2 separate regions of the Mus musculus genome follow, and region 1 is linked to region 2. The links are chromatin contacts, called in public HiChIP or PLAC-seq maps. All regions are on one chromosome and are shown on one strand. The core of a region is the stretch at or near the end of the contact, and the rest is flanking DNA. Distances in the headings are between cores, read along the strand shown. Region 1 holds the start of Mpp3 (membrane protein, palmitoylated 3 (MAGUK p55 subfamily member 3)). Region 2 holds the start of Fzd2 (frizzled class receptor 2).

What was found. HiChIP or PLAC-seq counts read pairs in DNA pulled down with a chosen protein or histone mark.
Region 1: a contact with region 2 is called in an H3K4me3 HiChIP or PLAC-seq map of embryonic stem cells, with 9 read pairs. The contact joins the promoter of Mpp3 here to the promoter of Fzd2 in region 2. A contact is called at or near these places in 1 of 39 promoter capture datasets (pre-B cells) and 1 of 115 datasets of contacts at active chromatin or transcription factors (embryonic stem cells).

What each region holds. Positions count from the first base shown.
Region 1 is chr11:102,025,132-102,028,801 of GRCm38.p6, forward strand. Mpp3 (membrane protein, palmitoylated 3 (MAGUK p55 subfamily member 3)) reads right to left here and starts at 1,824. Exons shown (of 19, transcript NM_007863.2): 1 at 1,736-1,824; 2 at 601-725; 3 at 250-368; 4 at 1-23. The coding sequence starts at 625.
Region 2 is chr11:102,602,468-102,606,404 of GRCm38.p6, forward strand. Fzd2 (frizzled class receptor 2) reads left to right here and starts at 1,964. Exons shown (of 1, transcript NM_020510.2): 1 at 1,964-3,937. The coding sequence starts at 2,265.

The sequences.
Region 1 (3,670 bases), core at 574-3,073, 580 kb before region 2:
TAATAGCGGAGTTTCTCATGAATCTGCAAAGACATTTGATTTCTGCTTTTACCCTAAATACCATACACAGCACCCAGGGTTGTGGTGACACCTAGGGCCACAGGCTGGGTCCCCTCCATAGCAGCATATTTGGAAAGCCCTGACTAATGAGTTAGAAACCTTCCAGGGGCAGGGGAGTGGCTGAGATGGCACAGAAAGAGCCTCCCTTAGGGATGGGGGTGGGGGGTGGCTGAGCCAGCGGGGGTTCACCTTCATTAAATAACTGAGGCTCTTCTCACTGAAGACATCTCTCAGGAAGCCCATCTCCTCCCTGTGGTTGGAGTCAGGCCTGAGCTGAGAGGTGAGCAGTGCCAGGGTCTCATGCAAACCTGAGGAAGAGCCAGAGAAACAAGGTCCAGTAACAGTGGCACTTCCTGTCCTTGAAAAGTCTCGCAGACAACACTCCCATCCTGCCTTGACACCGTTCACCCTGCAGGCTCAGGCCTGCCGGGCAACAGATCGGTCAGAGGCAGCTGCTACAGCACTGGTCCTGCTTATGGTTTGGTTTTCTCCAATCCTGGGAGGCCCCCCGAAGCTGCAGCCCAGGTTAAGGACACTCACCCGAGTCTTCAGACAGTACTGGCATGCCTGTGCCCAGCAGGTCCCCAGCTGTCCCTACAGTTTGTGTGGGTGGGAGAGGAATCTCTCAGTAATGAACACACATCACCAGGATCTGCTTATGACCTCTGTGAGGACAGAAGAAATAAGATGGGGGGTGGGGGGGAGAAACAGTCACTTTTTGGGGAGGAGGTTGGGCAGGGAGCAAGACTTCTTGGGCGCCCCCAATACACTAAAGATGCTGCTCTTTTCTGACTATGCAGAAAGCCTTAAAGGATGAACACCAATGCACCCATTTTACTGATTAGGAAACAGAGACTGGGCATCCCTAAATAACTTTTGAACCAGAATAGGTACTCAGATCACTTCTTCCAGACTGACCTTGGCCTAAAGTCCCCCTGCTTGTGCGGTATGCTCTCGACCACAAGCTCTGTCCTCTCTATTGCTGGTACCTTCCAAGAGTGCTTGCTCAAGTCTCAATATCCCTTCAACAAGTACCTGGTTAAGGCCTGCAAGAGCTCCCACCGCCGACCCCACCTCCAGCCCCCAACCCAAAGAGAGCCTCCAGTCTGAAGACAGAAGAAGTGAGAGCGGAGTTTCTGTTCTACCGGAAGCAGGTACCCTATCTCAAGAGCTCCCCTCCCCAGGTGCTCTGTAGCACGTGGACCTCAAAAAAGTCCTCCTTCAGAGAGGGACAAGGACTCATGATTCATTCATTCGACAGACATGGAGCCAGCCCGCTGCGTGGAGCACCAGTCACATCGAAGGCAGAAGAATGGTACCCGACCCCCGCCCCCACGCCGGGCTCACCCCTCGGCGGCTTCCAGCTGCGGCCCCCGACTGCCCCCGACTTCCCCACACAAACACACACTCCCGGCTCCAGCCGGTTTCCCAGAGGAGCTGGGGGGGGGGGAGCAAACCCCCGAGGTGGGGGGAGATGGGATGCAGAGCGGCGGGAATGAGCGGGGCGCACGGGATGCGCGGACGCCGAGCAGTGAAGGGGACCGCGGGCTGGGAACGGAGCCCCGCCGGGGAGGGTGGGCCGCAAGGCAGTGGTGCACCCGAGGGGCGGGTCTCCGCTCCCCCTCCCCTCCCCGCCGCGCACCAGGTCCCTTGTGTGCCACGCGCTGCTTCTTACCTCGTCGCGCCAGGATCTGGGATCGGTGACCCGGAGCCGCGCGGGAGCCACCAGCCTCCGCTGCTACTGGCTCCGCCTCCGCCGGCCCCTCCCTGTCGCGGCGCGCGGGGTCGGGGCAGCGCGCACGGGCGGGGGCGCAGCGCGGGCCCGGAGGGGTGGAGCGCGGCCCCGCAGGCCCCCCTCGCAGGCCCCGCCCAGCGCCCCCGGCTCCCGGTGGACACCTGCTCCGCCGAGAATCCGATTTTGCAAACATTGATTGAGAGCCCCGCAAGTGCCAGGCACTGTGCCAGGGGCTGGAGCTTCAAAGCCAAACGAGGAAGAGAGGCTGTGCTGGGTCATTAGCAAGCCGAGCAGGGGGCGGGGGGCGGGGGAGGGGGGCGGGAGAGGGGTGTGCAGCGGGCAGCAGCCCGGCCAACCCGTGGCAACAATGCTACGTGCTGCGAAAGATTTATCGGTGCACGCTGCCCTGGGGACGGGGAGGCGCGAGGGAGGAGAAGTACGCCTGGGAAGAAGGCAGCTGGATGCTGCCTGCCTGGGTGGGAGGAGGTAGGGCTGAATAAGAGAAAAAAAAGAAAAAAGAAAGAAAGAAAGAAAAAAAAAAGAAAAGAAAAAAGACTCTAGTGTCCCAGGCTTTACTGGGGCGGGGGCTGGGGGAGGAGGTGCGGTGGCTCCGAAATAGCTGGTTTCTATTGTGCTCCCTCTATCCCCATATACTCCTAGGATTACCGATTATTAGCCTCAGATAGAGAGCCAAAATTATTTCCTCGCTTCAGTTAAAGAAACTGATGTGTATGCAGGAAGCAGTAGAAAGGTACCACTGTGTGAGTGAGCAGTGGTGTGGTGTAGGGGTCTTAGAGGATGAGACGTGGTCTGGTGGGTGTGTCCCCTCCCTTCAAATAACAGCATCAAAGAACAGCGCATTCTAAGCCGGTTAGGAGGCACATGTCCCAGAGAGGTAGGCAGTCGACAGTCTTTGCAGCTTGCAGTGAACAGGCAGGCTGTAAGAGGGCAGCAAATGTCACCAAGAAATTTCCCTTCGTCCCTCAAGCTGCTCCAAATTGTGTCTATGAGTCACCTGAGGCTTGTGGGGCAAGTAGTATCAGTCTACATTTATGACAGGCCCCAGTGACGTGATATGGGTAGACAGACAGCAGGCCCCATTTAGAGCAGAGAAAAACTAAGAAATGGTCTTGGTTAGGTTTTCTACTGCTGCGTTGAAACACCATGACCAAAAGGCAAGTTGGGGAGGGAAGGGTTTACCTGGTTTACACTTCCATCACAGGAGGAAGTCAGGACAGGAACTCAAGCAGGGATAGAACCTGGAGGCAGGAGATGATGCAGAGGCCATGGAGGGGTGCTGCTTATTGGCTTGTTTCCCGTGGCTTTCTCAGTCTGCTTTCTTGTAGAACCCAGGACCACCAGGCCAAGGATGCCACCACACACAACGGTCAGGGCCCTCCCCACTTGATCACTAACTGAGATCCTTACAGCAAGATCTCATGGAGGCATTTCCTCAGCGGAGGCTCCTTTCTCTCTGCTGACTCTAGCTTGTGTCAAGTTGGCACACAAAAGCAGCCAGTGCACGGTTTTTTGTTTGTTTTTATTTTTATTTTTGGCCTTGAAACAGGATCTTACTCTGTAGACCAGGCTGGCCAGGAACTCACAGAATCCACCTGCCTCTGCCTTCTGACCTCTGGGATCACAGGCACGTGCCACCATACCTGACACAGACGTGCTTTTTCTGGTGGTGCTTAAGCTTTGAAAATTTTGAAAAGCCAGATGATGTTTTCTTTACTAGAGCAACAACAGAGGGTGTTCAAACAATGGTTTTGTACATGGTGTGTGTGTGGTGGTGGTGGTGGGGGACTCAGTCTCTACTTCACACAATATACAAAATTGAATTTTTTTTTTTTTTTTTTTTTTTTTTTTTGGTTT
Region 2 (3,937 bases), core at 714-3,213:
CTTTCTTCTTCTTTCCTCTTTCTTCAGACAGGGTTTCTCTGTATAGCCCTGGCTGTCCTGGAACTCACTTTGTAGACCAGGCTGGCCTAGAACTCAGAAATCCGCCTGCATCTGCCTCCCAAGTGCTGGAATTAAAGGCGTGCGCCATCGCCACCCGGCTTTTTTTCTTCTTTCTTTCACTCTCATATTGCAGCCAGTTAAGTCTGGCCAGGAATGTCTGGTAATTCTCCTGTCTCAACGTCAACTTCTGAGATTACAGGTGTGAGCTACTGAGAATTTACAATGATTCATCTAGTCAAAAAACCAAAACCAAACCAAACCAAAAACAAAACAACGAAACCAGGTGAGGCCAGGTTCATTGTATCCTCTTCTCTCCTTTAAGTTGCTGTTCCACGGTTTCTGAATACAGCCCAATCCAAGATGCCTGCAGGGAGCAGCTTCGCCAGTTGGGAGGATTTGGCCCATACTGAGAAGCAAAAGCGGCTTTCTAAACCCAGTCGTCCTGTCCTTCTTTTCAAGTTCTCCTCCTCTTTCTCTCCAGAGAGACAACAGAAATAATTGATCCATCATCCGGTTCCAGACACAGATTTCCATGCAAATTCCCTTCCCTCTCCAGACCTCAAAGTTACAATCCTAGTGTGAAGGGAGTTGGGGGTGGGGGGCATTTCTTCGGGCCACCTCACCCCTCAGCCAGGTGAGAAGTGAGAGGAGAAATTCTGTACTACAACCCCAGCCTTCCTCCCTCTCTCCAGCCGTACACACCATCTTTCTGGTGTGGAATCACTTAAAGTTTGGGTAAAACTCCCTTTTCTCCCAGGAGATCAAATCTGGAAGCTTTTAGGAGGCGGAGCAAGGATTGGGAGGGAGAAGGCAAATTCCCCAAAACGTTCGTCAGACCTAAGAGAGTCGTTTCTTTACTCAAAACTGCCCATCACCCCCGCCACCCCACCCCCCCAGCCATTAACTTTCGATTAAGACCTCCTCCTTATGGCAACTAAACTTTACTTTGCATAATTAAGATTTTCCTCGGAAAGGGGGTGGATTGAATCCTCAGCTCCGGGCCTTTCTCCTTCACTTCACCCCCCAACCCCCGCCCCAGCCCCGCAGCCTGGCCTCTGAGTTCCTGAATTTTCTCACTTTGAGGTGCCACTAAACACAAAGAACCATAATGGGCTCCTTTGTGCTCGCTATGGGGCAATTACACCCCGGAGTCCCGGCCCCTTTAAGAGCCTCTTAAAGAGACAGGCTCTCGTTTTTCAGAGGGTTACTTTTGGGTGTGTGTAGGGGGAGGGGCGAGGAAAACTTCTAGGAGTCCTTGTTTAGGGTGAAGTGACACTTTTACCTCGACTCTCTGAGAGGGATTGAGAGACGTCTTTGCAAGCTATTCGCTAACGTGCTTTAAAAACATACATATTTCTCTCTCTCTCTCTGTATATATTTTTTTAAACGGGATTTTTCACTTGGTTTTATAAATGGTACTGAAAAGGGGGGAGGGGGCGGTGAGCAGGGGCAGGAGCAAAGAGCTCTTGTACCTCAGAGGGTTTGGGCTCTAGGGCCACAGATTAGGCTAGAGTTGTCTGGGTCGGATGCCACTTTGAGAAAACGTGTCTCCGGATCTTTCCTGGGCGACTCCGAAGCAATCACGGACTGAGCAAACAGCTCCTAATATAATAATAGCTTGTCTCTTTAAAAAAGCAGAAGGAGGGGGGTAGAGTTTTCTTGGCATCTGGTTTCTGATCTCATTATGTTGTGGTCGACCAATCCAGCCCTTGGGGCTGGTCCTCCAGTTTAAATCTGATTGGCCGAGAGCACATTTTGGGATGGTGCAAAGCTCGACGGGGCGGTTTCAAGGATCCCTTTTGAGGGGGGGCTGAGGAGAGGGCGGGGCCGCCAGTGGGGGCCCCCTTGAAACCGACTAATTGGGATCGGAGAGGCCGAGGTGAGGGCTGAAGGAGGCACAAAGGAGTCGCTGGGTAGAGGAGGGTGGGGAGAGGGGAAGCCCAGAGGCTAGAGGAGGAAGAGGAGCTAGGGCAGCGGTGCGCCGCGTCTCCGACCCTCAGTCCGACCGCGGCGAGCCAGCAGGCGGGTGCGCCGCCCCCTCCCCCGCCGCCCAATCTCCCCAACTCTGCGGCCGCGAGCAAAGTTTGCAAGGAGACGCGGGAGGCGGCCGGGCAGCTAGGCGGCAGCGGGGAAGGCGCGCGGTCTCTGGGTTGGGGGCGGGGGCTGGGGGGCGCCCAGGAGCCGAGTGGGGGGCGGCGGCCAGCATGCGGGCCCGCAGCGCCCTGCCCCGCAGCGCCCTGCCCCGCCTGCTGCTGCCACTGCTGCTGCTGCCGGCCGCCGGACCGGCCCAGTTCCACGGGGAGAAGGGCATCTCCATCCCGGACCACGGCTTCTGCCAGCCCATCTCCATCCCGCTGTGCACGGACATCGCCTACAACCAGACCATCATGCCCAACCTTCTTGGCCACACGAACCAGGAAGACGCGGGCCTGGAGGTGCATCAGTTCTACCCGCTGGTGAAGGTGCAGTGCTCGCCCGAGCTGCGCTTCTTCCTGTGCTCCATGTACGCGCCGGTGTGCACAGTGCTGGAGCAGGCCATCCCGCCGTGCCGCTCCATCTGCGAGCGCGCGCGCCAAGGCTGCGAGGCGCTCATGAACAAGTTCGGCTTCCAATGGCCCGAGCGCCTCCGCTGCGAGCATTTCCCGCGTCACGGCGCGGAGCAGATCTGCGTGGGCCAGAACCACTCGGAGGACGGAGCTCCTGCGCTACTCACCACCGCGCCACCTTCTGGGCTGCAGCCCGGCGCGGGTGGCACCCCGGGCGGCCCTGGCGGTGGTGGCTCGCCACCGCGTTACGCCACTCTGGAGCACCCTTTCCACTGTCCCCGCGTCCTCAAGGTGCCGTCCTATCTCAGCTATAAGTTTCTGGGTGAGCGCGATTGTGCCGCGCCCTGCGAGCCCGCACGGCCCGACGGCTCTATGTTCTTCTCGCAAGAGGAGACTCGTTTTGCCCGTCTCTGGATCCTCACATGGTCGGTGTTGTGCTGCGCTTCCACTTTCTTCACGGTCACCACCTATTTAGTGGACATGCAGCGATTTCGCTACCCAGAGCGGCCCATCATCTTTCTGTCCGGCTGCTACACCATGGTGTCAGTGGCCTACATTGCGGGCTTCGTTCTCCAGGAGCGCGTGGTATGCAATGAGCGCTTCTCAGAGGACGGTTATCGCACGGTGGTGCAGGGCACTAAGAAAGAAGGCTGCACTATACTCTTCATGATGCTCTACTTCTTCAGCATGGCCAGCTCCATCTGGTGGGTGATTCTGTCCCTCACCTGGTTCCTGGCAGCCGGAATGAAGTGGGGCCACGAGGCCATCGAGGCCAATTCGCAGTACTTCCACCTGGCCGCCTGGGCCGTGCCGGCCGTCAAAACCATCACCATCTTGGCCATGGGCCAGATCGACGGCGACCTGCTGAGCGGCGTGTGCTTCGTGGGCCTCAATAGCCTGGACCCGCTGCGGGGCTTCGTGCTGGCGCCGCTCTTCGTATACCTGTTCATCGGTACATCCTTCCTGCTGGCCGGCTTCGTGTCACTCTTCCGCATCCGCACCATCATGAAGCACGACGGCACCAAGACGGAGAAGCTGGAGAGGCTCATGGTGCGCATTGGCGTCTTCTCGGTGCTCTACACGGTACCGGCCACCATCGTCATCGCCTGCTACTTCTATGAGCAGGCCTTCCGCGAGCACTGGGAGCGCTCCTGGGTAAGCCAGCACTGCAAGAGCCTAGCCATCCCCTGCCCGGCCCACTACACGCCCCGCATGTCGCCCGACTTCACAGTCTACATGATCAAATACCTCATGACGCTCATCGTGGGCATCACGTCGGGCTTCTGGATCTGGTCCGGCAAGACACTGCACTCGTGGAGGAAGTTCTACAC